Linked DNA regions of Danio rerio: region 2 is linked to region 1. Evidence: chromatin contacts called from public Micro-C data. All regions are on one chromosome and are shown on one strand. Each heading gives the region's core, a stretch centred on a gene start, on an enhancer-like site or on the middle of the called end of the contact. The rest is flanking DNA. Distances are from core to core; before and after follow the strand shown.

Region 1 (4,488 bases), core at 182-2,681:
GGCTACAGTGTGTGTTTTGTATATTTACTTGAAAATAAGATGTTATCATTTCAAGAGGTTTAGCCTTAAGAATAAAATTGGTTTCGTATTTCATTTTCATTTCAGGTAAATAGGCTAGCTGTTTGTCTTAAATTAATTTACCATGTTGCTAATAAGTTAACAATATCAGCCTAATGTCAATCAAAAACTGCTACAGATGTTTATCCAACAGTCAATATGTGTTTCATTTAGCCATACAGTTGAAGAGTTTAGATGCAAAAACCTCTAAATGCCTCTACAATCTACAATTGTCCTCTAAAATAAGCATTTCTATCAGGCTCTCATGTGAGTGTTCTGTAATATCAGTTTTATGGCAAACATTAAGTTATTTTCTTGGTCTTTAAAGAGAAATACTTCAACATACACAAAGGAGGCTGACAAAACGGCCAGTCAGACGGCACTTAATTTCATACAGGCTACAGTGTGTGTTGTGTTTATTTACCTTGAAAATAAGATGTTATCATTTCAAGGTGTTTATCCTAAAGAACTAAATTGCTTGCATATGCTTGTATTTCATTTTTATTTCAGGTAAATAGGCTAGCTGTTTGTCTCAAATTAATATATCATGTTGCGAATAACTAGTTAGCTATATTAGGCTAATGTCAATCAAAACTTCTAACTTTACAGATGTTTATCCAACATTCAATGTGGTTTATTAAGCCATACAGTTCATATCATATATATGCTACCATTTACCAAGATGTTACCTTTTCAATGGGACCAATTCTAAAGAATACAATTGGTTGCATATGCTTGCATTTAATTTTTATTTCAGGTAAACAATCTCTAGATGTTTTATCCTGACAGACATGAGAGGACTGGAAAAAGCCTCATTCTGTCAGTCGGTTACATATGAGACAAACTGACACACAAAGTGGTTTCTTCAGTGGAAAAGAAAGGGTGAGAAGAATATATCATAAGCATATTTATAACTCTGACCACATCACACCTTTCCTGCTGCTCTGTGAACTCCACTTTATCAGTGCAATCCTGTGCGCGCGCGCACACATGACGACACTCCCAACTGTACGGCGTACATTTTTACACTTTTCAGACTACAAACACTTAAAAAGAGACCACACTAACCTGCCAACAGTCTGGTTGGCCAGCTGTTTCATGCGGTTGAACTGTTTCTTCATCATGAATCCTCTTCATCCGCCAATACGCAAAACTTTGAGAAGTCGCTGTTTTATTTGGAGCCGACGGACGCTCCCATTCCGCGCGCGCGACAAGGATCCGAAGCCGAGAGTTTGTGTCATTTACTGCTCAAATCCATTTATAAACCGCGCGTCCCTTTCGTTTCTCATCTCCTCTCGTTTTCTGCTTTAGTCAGTGGACAGCAGTAACTGCGAGGAAATAGGAAGTGCCGTTCACTTCCCTATTGTGGAGCTCTGTGGGTTGTGACACATGACACCTTGACTGAACTAGTCTGATTAGACCTTTAGCATGCGTTTAACACTCTGCTTCACATTATTTAGTTGTTGCTCTTTGTGTGGGTTATGTATGGTGTTGGTTGGGATTTATAAGCCTGCTTTGTATTAGAAATGCAAATAACCTTTAAATTCATTCATAGTGAGCTCGTACTCTGTATTTGTCTTTGTAATAGCGCCATCTTCCGTACAGAGTCCAAAAACGAGGGATGGCTAATTTTAAAGCTAGAAGTTTTTACACAACAGTACTTAACATTTGAAGTGAATCAATCATCATAACTTTTCTTTAAAGTTGACCTACAACTATCGAACAACACCCATTCTTGTCCTGGGGAAATTTTTAACAATATTTTTGATTCACTTTGAATGTTGACTACTGTATATTACGTGAATTAACCATGGCACAATACCCTTTCTAAACCAGAGACTCATTCATTCATTCATTTTCTTTTCGGTTTAGTCCCGATAATAATCAGGGGTCGCCACAGCAGAATGAACCGCCAACTTATCCAGCATAGGTTTTACACAGCTGATGCCCTTCCAGCTGCAACACATCACTGAAAGAGTGAACCAGATATTTCAGCAGAATTAGGACGTTTGTTTGTTTTTTTACATTAAGAAAATATTAAGCAATGTTATAAATAATATTAAATTAGAACAGGGTAAAGAAATGTATTGAATGCTAAATTATCTGGATGTTATTCATTACACATCTATTTTATTTATTTTGCATTATTACGAAAAAAAAACTATTTTACTTTACACAATGAGGTGTTAGGCATGCCTACTTGAAAGTTTCCTAAATATACAGTTGAAGTCATAATTATTAGTCCCCTTAAATTATTAGCCCCGTTTATTTTTTCCCTAATTTCTGTTAACCGGAAAGAAGATTTCTTCAACACATTTCTAAACATAATAATAACTCATTTCTAACAACTGACTTATTTTATCTTTGCCATGATGACAGTAAATAATATTTGATTGATATTTTTAAGACACTTTTATACAGTTTAAAGTGACATTTAAAGGCTTAACTATGTTAATTAGGTTAACTGGGTTAGGGTTATTAGGCAAGTTATTGTATAATGATGGTTTGTTCTGTGGAGTATTGAAAAAAATGCCTAAAGGGGCTAATCATTTTAAGCTTAAAATGTTTTTTGAAAAATGAAAAGCTGCCTTTATTCTAGCTGAAATAAAACAAATAAGACTTTCTCCTGAAGAAAAAATATTATCAGACATACTGTGAAAATGTCATTGCTCTGTTAAACATCATTTTGGAAACATTTGAAAAAAAAATGAAAGGGGAGCTAATATTTCTGACTTTAATTGTAAGATTATATATAATATGTTTGAACTTTTAGTCTATAACACTAGTTTATTGTTAGGATATTTAGAATAAATGCAGGGCAAACATGAAAGAAATCAAAAGGTAGCAAATATATATATAATATTATTTATGATATTATAATAACATTGAAAATGATCACGGGTTATTTCATGGAGTTTAATAAGCCTTTCAGAATTTTATGCTTTTTTTTATTTTAAAATGTGCAATTGACCACTATTTTACCAATATATGACATACTATTAGTATAAAATATTATTATTTGGACATAAGCTATTTAAAGTGCTTAAAGAACAATATTTTTGTCTAAACTTGAATCTTTCTTGACAAAGACTTATCATTTTCAAGTTTTAACTCAAAAAGTTAAGTAATATTAAAGAGTAAAGGGGTTAGAATATGTACACAGTGCTCAGCATATATGAGTACACCCCTCACAAATCTCTCTTTTAAATTCATTTTTCTAATAGACAGCTATACAATATTATATTTGTGCACAAACATGAGATTAGTCAGTACTGAAGTCAAATCTGGAGTTTATCTAACAAAATAACCTACGATAATGGTAAAAAAAACCTAGTACACCCACATCTATGTTATAGAAAAATATTAAATACAAATTTAAAAAGAGGAAAAATCAAGAGAAGCAAAAAATAAAAAAAATAAAAATTTGTAAGTTGTACATTTTTTTTGCAATATTTTGCTTGAATTTAATTGTATAATCTTTCTATTAATTTAGCTAAATATAAATTATTCATGTCTAATTACTGAACATTTAAAACTCATTTTATATATTTAGATAAATAATATTTTTGTATAGGCCTACACAATTCGAATAGGCCTTAAATAGATTTGAATCTAATTTACATTTAATCATTAGGCTGCTGTACAAGAACAAATGACTTAAGAAAATTTCTATTAACTTAGTTTCCTTTCACATAGTTTGATTATAATAATTGTCTGCTGCCACCTAGAGGCCGTAGCCTATATCCCGAATATGCGAACATAAATTGTTGGATGAAGAAGGGCCTACTTGCGGCATAAATCCCACCCACTTGGAGGTCTCCGGGCTGCAGCGATAGCTGTAGAGAGGACTGGGTTTTCTCAATGTTTAGACCAGACAAGATTTTCATGTTTCCTTTTTATTAATACCATGTAATGTTTTCTAGTCTGTGTCTTTAGGCCTACTCGTCTCGTAGCTGTGTTAAAATATTCAACTCAAATAGTTGCAAACGTGACTGTGTGATCAAGTCATTTTTAAAAAGCTTAGTTGGATTAACCCAACGTTGGGTGATTTTTTAAAAACTTTAATTTAAAGGGTCACGAAGCCCTCGACTACTTTTTTGAGATCGTAACATATAGGCCTATGTTGAGATGAGCTTTGTAATTCTGAGCGTGCGCCTGCTAATTTTATTTACCATTACATTTTTCAAGTGATCTATTGTTTTATTGACCCAACGAATTGTTATTAAAACCCAACATTTTTAGTTAATGTTTCTGGCGATACTGTTAACGTCTAGTTTGTTTTATATAATGAACATGTAGTTAAACTGTCACATCAGTTAGGCCTACTTGAGAATAGTCTTCGGCTGTTTAGGCTATATATAGGCTATTTTATGGCCTACTTTAATATGCGAAGATATGTGCACAGTGATGTAAATATCATCAGAACATGCA
Region 2 (4,637 bases), core at 1,696-4,195, 53 kb before region 1:
TTGAATTTCTTTTCTTTTTTAAATATGTCCCAAATGTTGTTTAACAGAGGAATGAAATTTTCACAGTATGTCTGATAATGTGTTTTCTTCTGGAGAAAGTTTTATTTGTTTTTTTTCAGCTAGAATAATTTTTAATAATAATAAAAAAAATGTAAGGTCAAAATGATTAGCCCCTTTAAGCTATATTTTTTTCGATAATCTACAGAAAAAATCATCATTATACAATAACTTGCTTAATTACCCTAACCTGCCTAGTTAACCTAATTAACCTAGTTAAGCCTTTCAGGTCAATTTAAGCTGTATAGAAGTGTCTTGAAAATATCTAATAAAATATTATTTACTGTCTTCATGATAAAATAAATCATTTTCATAAAATAAAATTATTAGAAATGAGTTATTAAAACTATTACGTGTTAAAATGTGTTGAACAAATCTTTCCTCAGTGAAACAGAAATTGGGGGAAAATAAACATGGGGGCTAATAATTCAGGAGGGCTAATAATTCTGACTTCAATTGTATAAAAAAGACCAAAATTCAAGAGGAACAAAACATAAATTTTTGTATTAGATAATTGTATTTTCTTTCTATTTCTAAAAATGTTTGGTAACTAAACATTATTGTAATTAAATATATCTGTTTAATAAATCTGTTTTGTTTAAATTCACCAAAATATATGACCTATATTCACTGAGAAATGAATAAATATATTAAATTTCAAAATGGGGTGTACTCAATTATGCTGAACACTGTACATTTCATATAGAAATGCAATTATAAATAAGATACTGAATTTCTTTTAAATCATGTACAAAATTGTGGTGCTTATTCTTAAAATACTTTGAAGTAAAACAAAGTTGAGAACTGCACAAAAAAAAACTCAATGAAAGACATCTGCAGTAGATTAATACCTTTCACTAAAAATGCACCCACTGATTTTCAAGCAGCGTTTTTGAAGCACTAATCAAGAGAGTGGCACAGGCTGATGTGCGCACAGATTTGAGCAGCGGCGGCTCCTGGCATCTGGCAGCAGCTGGCGTGGTGAAGAAAAAGGATTTTGACGGTTGCACCAATCCTTACCTGTTGTCTGAGGCAGGGCTCTGCTGAACTAATGTCTGCTGGGTCTGAAGTGCCTCCAGACCGGCAGCGGGCAACTGAGGGCACGACTCAAACGCCGAACCCCCCCCGGCCTCAATGGGAGGGAGAGGGGGCTGGAAGTTTGGCGTGGAGTGCTGCTTTTTAGTTATTGTGCCAGTTCTACGAGGGGCGAATTCCGGCTGTTTGTTAGCAGGGCTACAGGGAAGAGGGGAGACAGCATGAAACACTCACACCACAGACTGACAGTCAGCGTGTTTCCAATACCCTTCCAATTGACATTGCAAATTGAAAATACGGATCCATCAACTTTACAATAACACACACAAAGCTTTTATGCTCGCATCAGGTGGCTTTTCAGGCTATTTAAAAATGGCATAAGAAATGTTTTTCGCATTTACAGGTCACTTAGTGTTTGTGTAACGGAGGCCAGCTAGCGAAGTGCTGTGCAGGTAAACCTCACTCCTCTGACCTTTAAAGTTGCTCTAGCGACAGACACTAAAGGCCATGGTCTTACATACAGTATGTATAAGTGTCTGGACTGACACTGTACTGACAATTTACTATAATCTTCTATGTAAAGCTGCTTTGACACGATCTACATTGTAAAAGCGCTATAGAAATAAAGATTAATTGAATTGAAAAAGTCACATGACCATTCTTTAAGTTTTCTCGCATGAGGAGAATTTTGGGGTAATTTGGAATGGAATTTATTTATTTATATATATTTTTTTTGCATTTAAAAGGTCACTTGGTATATGTATAACACATGCTTATTCTGTAAACGTATGGCTATGTGTAACATCTATCAAGCAAAAACACCCAATAAAGCTTTAACACTCACATTTGGAGGTTTTTGGGGGGAATCTGAAAACTCCAATTCAGTATTTAGTTTGCTTTGCATTTACAGGTCTCTTGATGTATGTAAAAGTCACATGATCATTCTGTAAACATACGGCTATACACTTAAATGTAGAGTTGAAACTGCGAATTAAAAATTTGCGTAATTGGAAACGCATCGATTTGGTGAAAAATAAATAAATAAACATAAACGTTTTAACACTTGCATGAGGAGGTTTTTGAAGGAATTTGAAAACTCTAATGGAATATATTTTTATTTAATTTTGTGTGCATTTACAGGTCCCTTGATGCATGTAAAGGTCACATGAGCATTTGTTATAGATATGGATCTATGCTTGTATTTGTAGACTTAAAATTGCGAATTGAAATTATTGAAAAAACGAAAATCACATGCATCAATTTTGCAAAAATCCCCCTATGATATACATAAAAAACATGAACATTCCTTAAAGTTGTGACTATGTAGAATTGAAATTGCAAATATTCCTAATGAAAACGCCTCAGTTTTGAAAAAAGTCTGTATTTTGTATGCTGCAAACAAGTATTTTTCAGGCAAATTGGAAAATTCATATTTAGCAAAACTGCAATGGAAATGTCACATGGCATAAATTATGTCACATGATTATGATTTCAATATGATTTTAGATATTTACAGAAACCGATGATGGTGCACACAAAAAAATCTGTTCAGAAGATTTTTATGCAATGTACTGTATAAGGGGCATATCCTGACTTAAGGTTTGTCTGACACACGTCTAACTGCTTATACGACCTATATGTCACCATGATTTTTGCAATTACTTATTGTGAGAGGACGAGTTTAATTCGCAATTTACTCCATTAATAGACACAATGTCATTTTGCAATAATACATCTACAAAACATTGCAAAAGTTTTGTGTGAATTTGTAATGGAAACACACCTAGTAGGGTTAGTCTCTACAGTGACGGAGGAAAAGGGGGACAAGACCACCACCTGACCACACACTACAACCACTGCAGTTTGCAGTACAAGAATTCATGTAGTTTCGCCTGTGTGAGTGTTTTTACACTAGAAATGCAGTTAGCTGTCGACTTGAATTTTATGAAACACCAAGGACCCCAGTTTCAGCTACATTTTTTTAATGTTCTCCTGAAGAAAGAAAAGGTCACCTACATCTTAAACAGTTGAATGACAGCAAAGTTTCATTTTCAGGTAAACAATGAAGCAGTCAAATCTCACAGAAAATGACTGCATTTGCCAGTGACTTTCAGTGGATTTTGTCCTCCACCTGAGGCCCAAAGTGTTCCCCTTTTCAAGCTCTGAATGTTCGGTATGATCGCCTGCGGGGCAGGAGCTGTCTGACTCATTCTAAACATACCAAACTCAGAAGAGCGACTCGCTGCTTCCTGCTTTCACACTCGCTGTGTCAAAAAACCACCATCACAATTTCAGAATTACCCTCTCAACATGCTATTTTCCAATCTGTTCTTAGCCTTCCTATAGCTGAAACAGCAGCGCATAAGCACAAGTAAAGCCAAAAAAATGTTCAAGGAAAAACAATGACTGATAAAAAAAAAGGTAATTTTTAATGTGGTTTTTAGTCAAATGTCTGCCAAATGCTTCACTGTATTCATTTTAGTTACTTCATTGCAACATCAGTGCTGCATTAGTGCTTTTTTCTTGTCTAACTCATAATCATTATATATATCAATAACGCATTTATACATAGCTACTGTATATAAAGTTTATTTATTTCAGAAAGCATACAATAAGCAACGGTTGACAAAACAGAAAGCAAAAGGAAAATGAAGCAAAAACACAAATAACTGTAATGAATGTAGGTCTAAACAGCCCCCAGCTGTGGACTCAGACTGTCTGCTTTGACTGTGACCGACTCACTGGCCACTACATAGGAAGCGGACACTACTGTGGAGTTGGAGTCATGTTTGTGAACGCGGGGATGAGACCTGTACCTGTCTTTGCGGGCCGTGTCAGAATCAAGCGAGCCCTGGCTGCCTGGGCGCCTCCTCTCGATGGTCCCATACTCTACATCAGGTGTTCCGGGGCACCCAGGCATGGCAAACACACCGGACACGTTGAAGTCCACATCTAAAAAGCCAAAAAGCAGAGGAATTTCAGACTTGGGACTGATAAAATATAAGTTCAGAGTTAAGATCACTTTCTAAACTTAGCTGTCAATAAAGATTTGTTTTCAGCACAAAATCTAAAGTTGTGAAAGGAAATGATGTCAAATTTCTCAAATTATGTCATTTACTGTATTTCCACTACTTCTATTTTTTTTAAGCTCATATGTGGCACGTCAGCTGCTTGAAACTGTAGCAATGCTATACTGCATTGTTCCTGCTAAATAATCATAATAATGAAATAATAATTATGTTATGAGTAAAATGTTTGTGAGTAAAAAAATTAGCATCAAGTGTCACTTTTCCTAGTAGGCAGCTGGAAAATCCTGTTTTAAAATTTCCAAGCTTGATAGGGCAGAAATTACAAGCAGGATATATCAGATATAACCGTGATAATTACTGAATCTCCTAAAGCATTTCTCAAGATGTGTTGATTTTTAAGGTGGCAGCCTATCTAGACAAAAACAAAGAGAACGCTTAATGGGTTTTGAACAATGACAGTCTACTGTAACTTTACCTCCTGGAAAGAACCAGCCTGCATGGTTGATTATCAGTTCA

The links. Hi-C and Micro-C count contacts between places; a contact is called where the count stands out from the background.
Region 2: a contact with region 1 is called in a Micro-C map of caudal fin, with 4 times the contacts expected there. The contact joins the enhancer-like site here to the promoter of arhgap17b in region 1. A contact is called at or near these places in 2 of 18 Hi-C or Micro-C datasets (caudal fin and an unstated tissue).

The regions. Positions count from the first base shown.
Region 1 is chr3:17,358,568-17,363,055 of GRCz12tu, reverse strand. It overlaps arhgap17b (Rho GTPase activating protein 17b), which reads right to left and starts at 1,431. Exons shown (of 20, transcript NM_001329867.1): 1 at 1,126-1,431. The coding sequence starts at 1,181.
Region 2 is chr3:17,413,114-17,417,750 of GRCz12tu, reverse strand. arhgap17b (Rho GTPase activating protein 17b) reads right to left here. Exons shown (of 20, transcript NM_001329867.1): 15 at 4,597-4,637; 16 at 3,909-4,044. Among named protein-coding and RNA genes, the nearest start is that of slc5a11, 42 kb to the left of the region's middle. Within about 2 kb of position 2,945, at least 6 of the 62 cell types and tissues checked have an H3K27ac peak or open chromatin away from gene starts, as enhancers often do. A contact at or near this core is called in caudal fin, where this site is marked.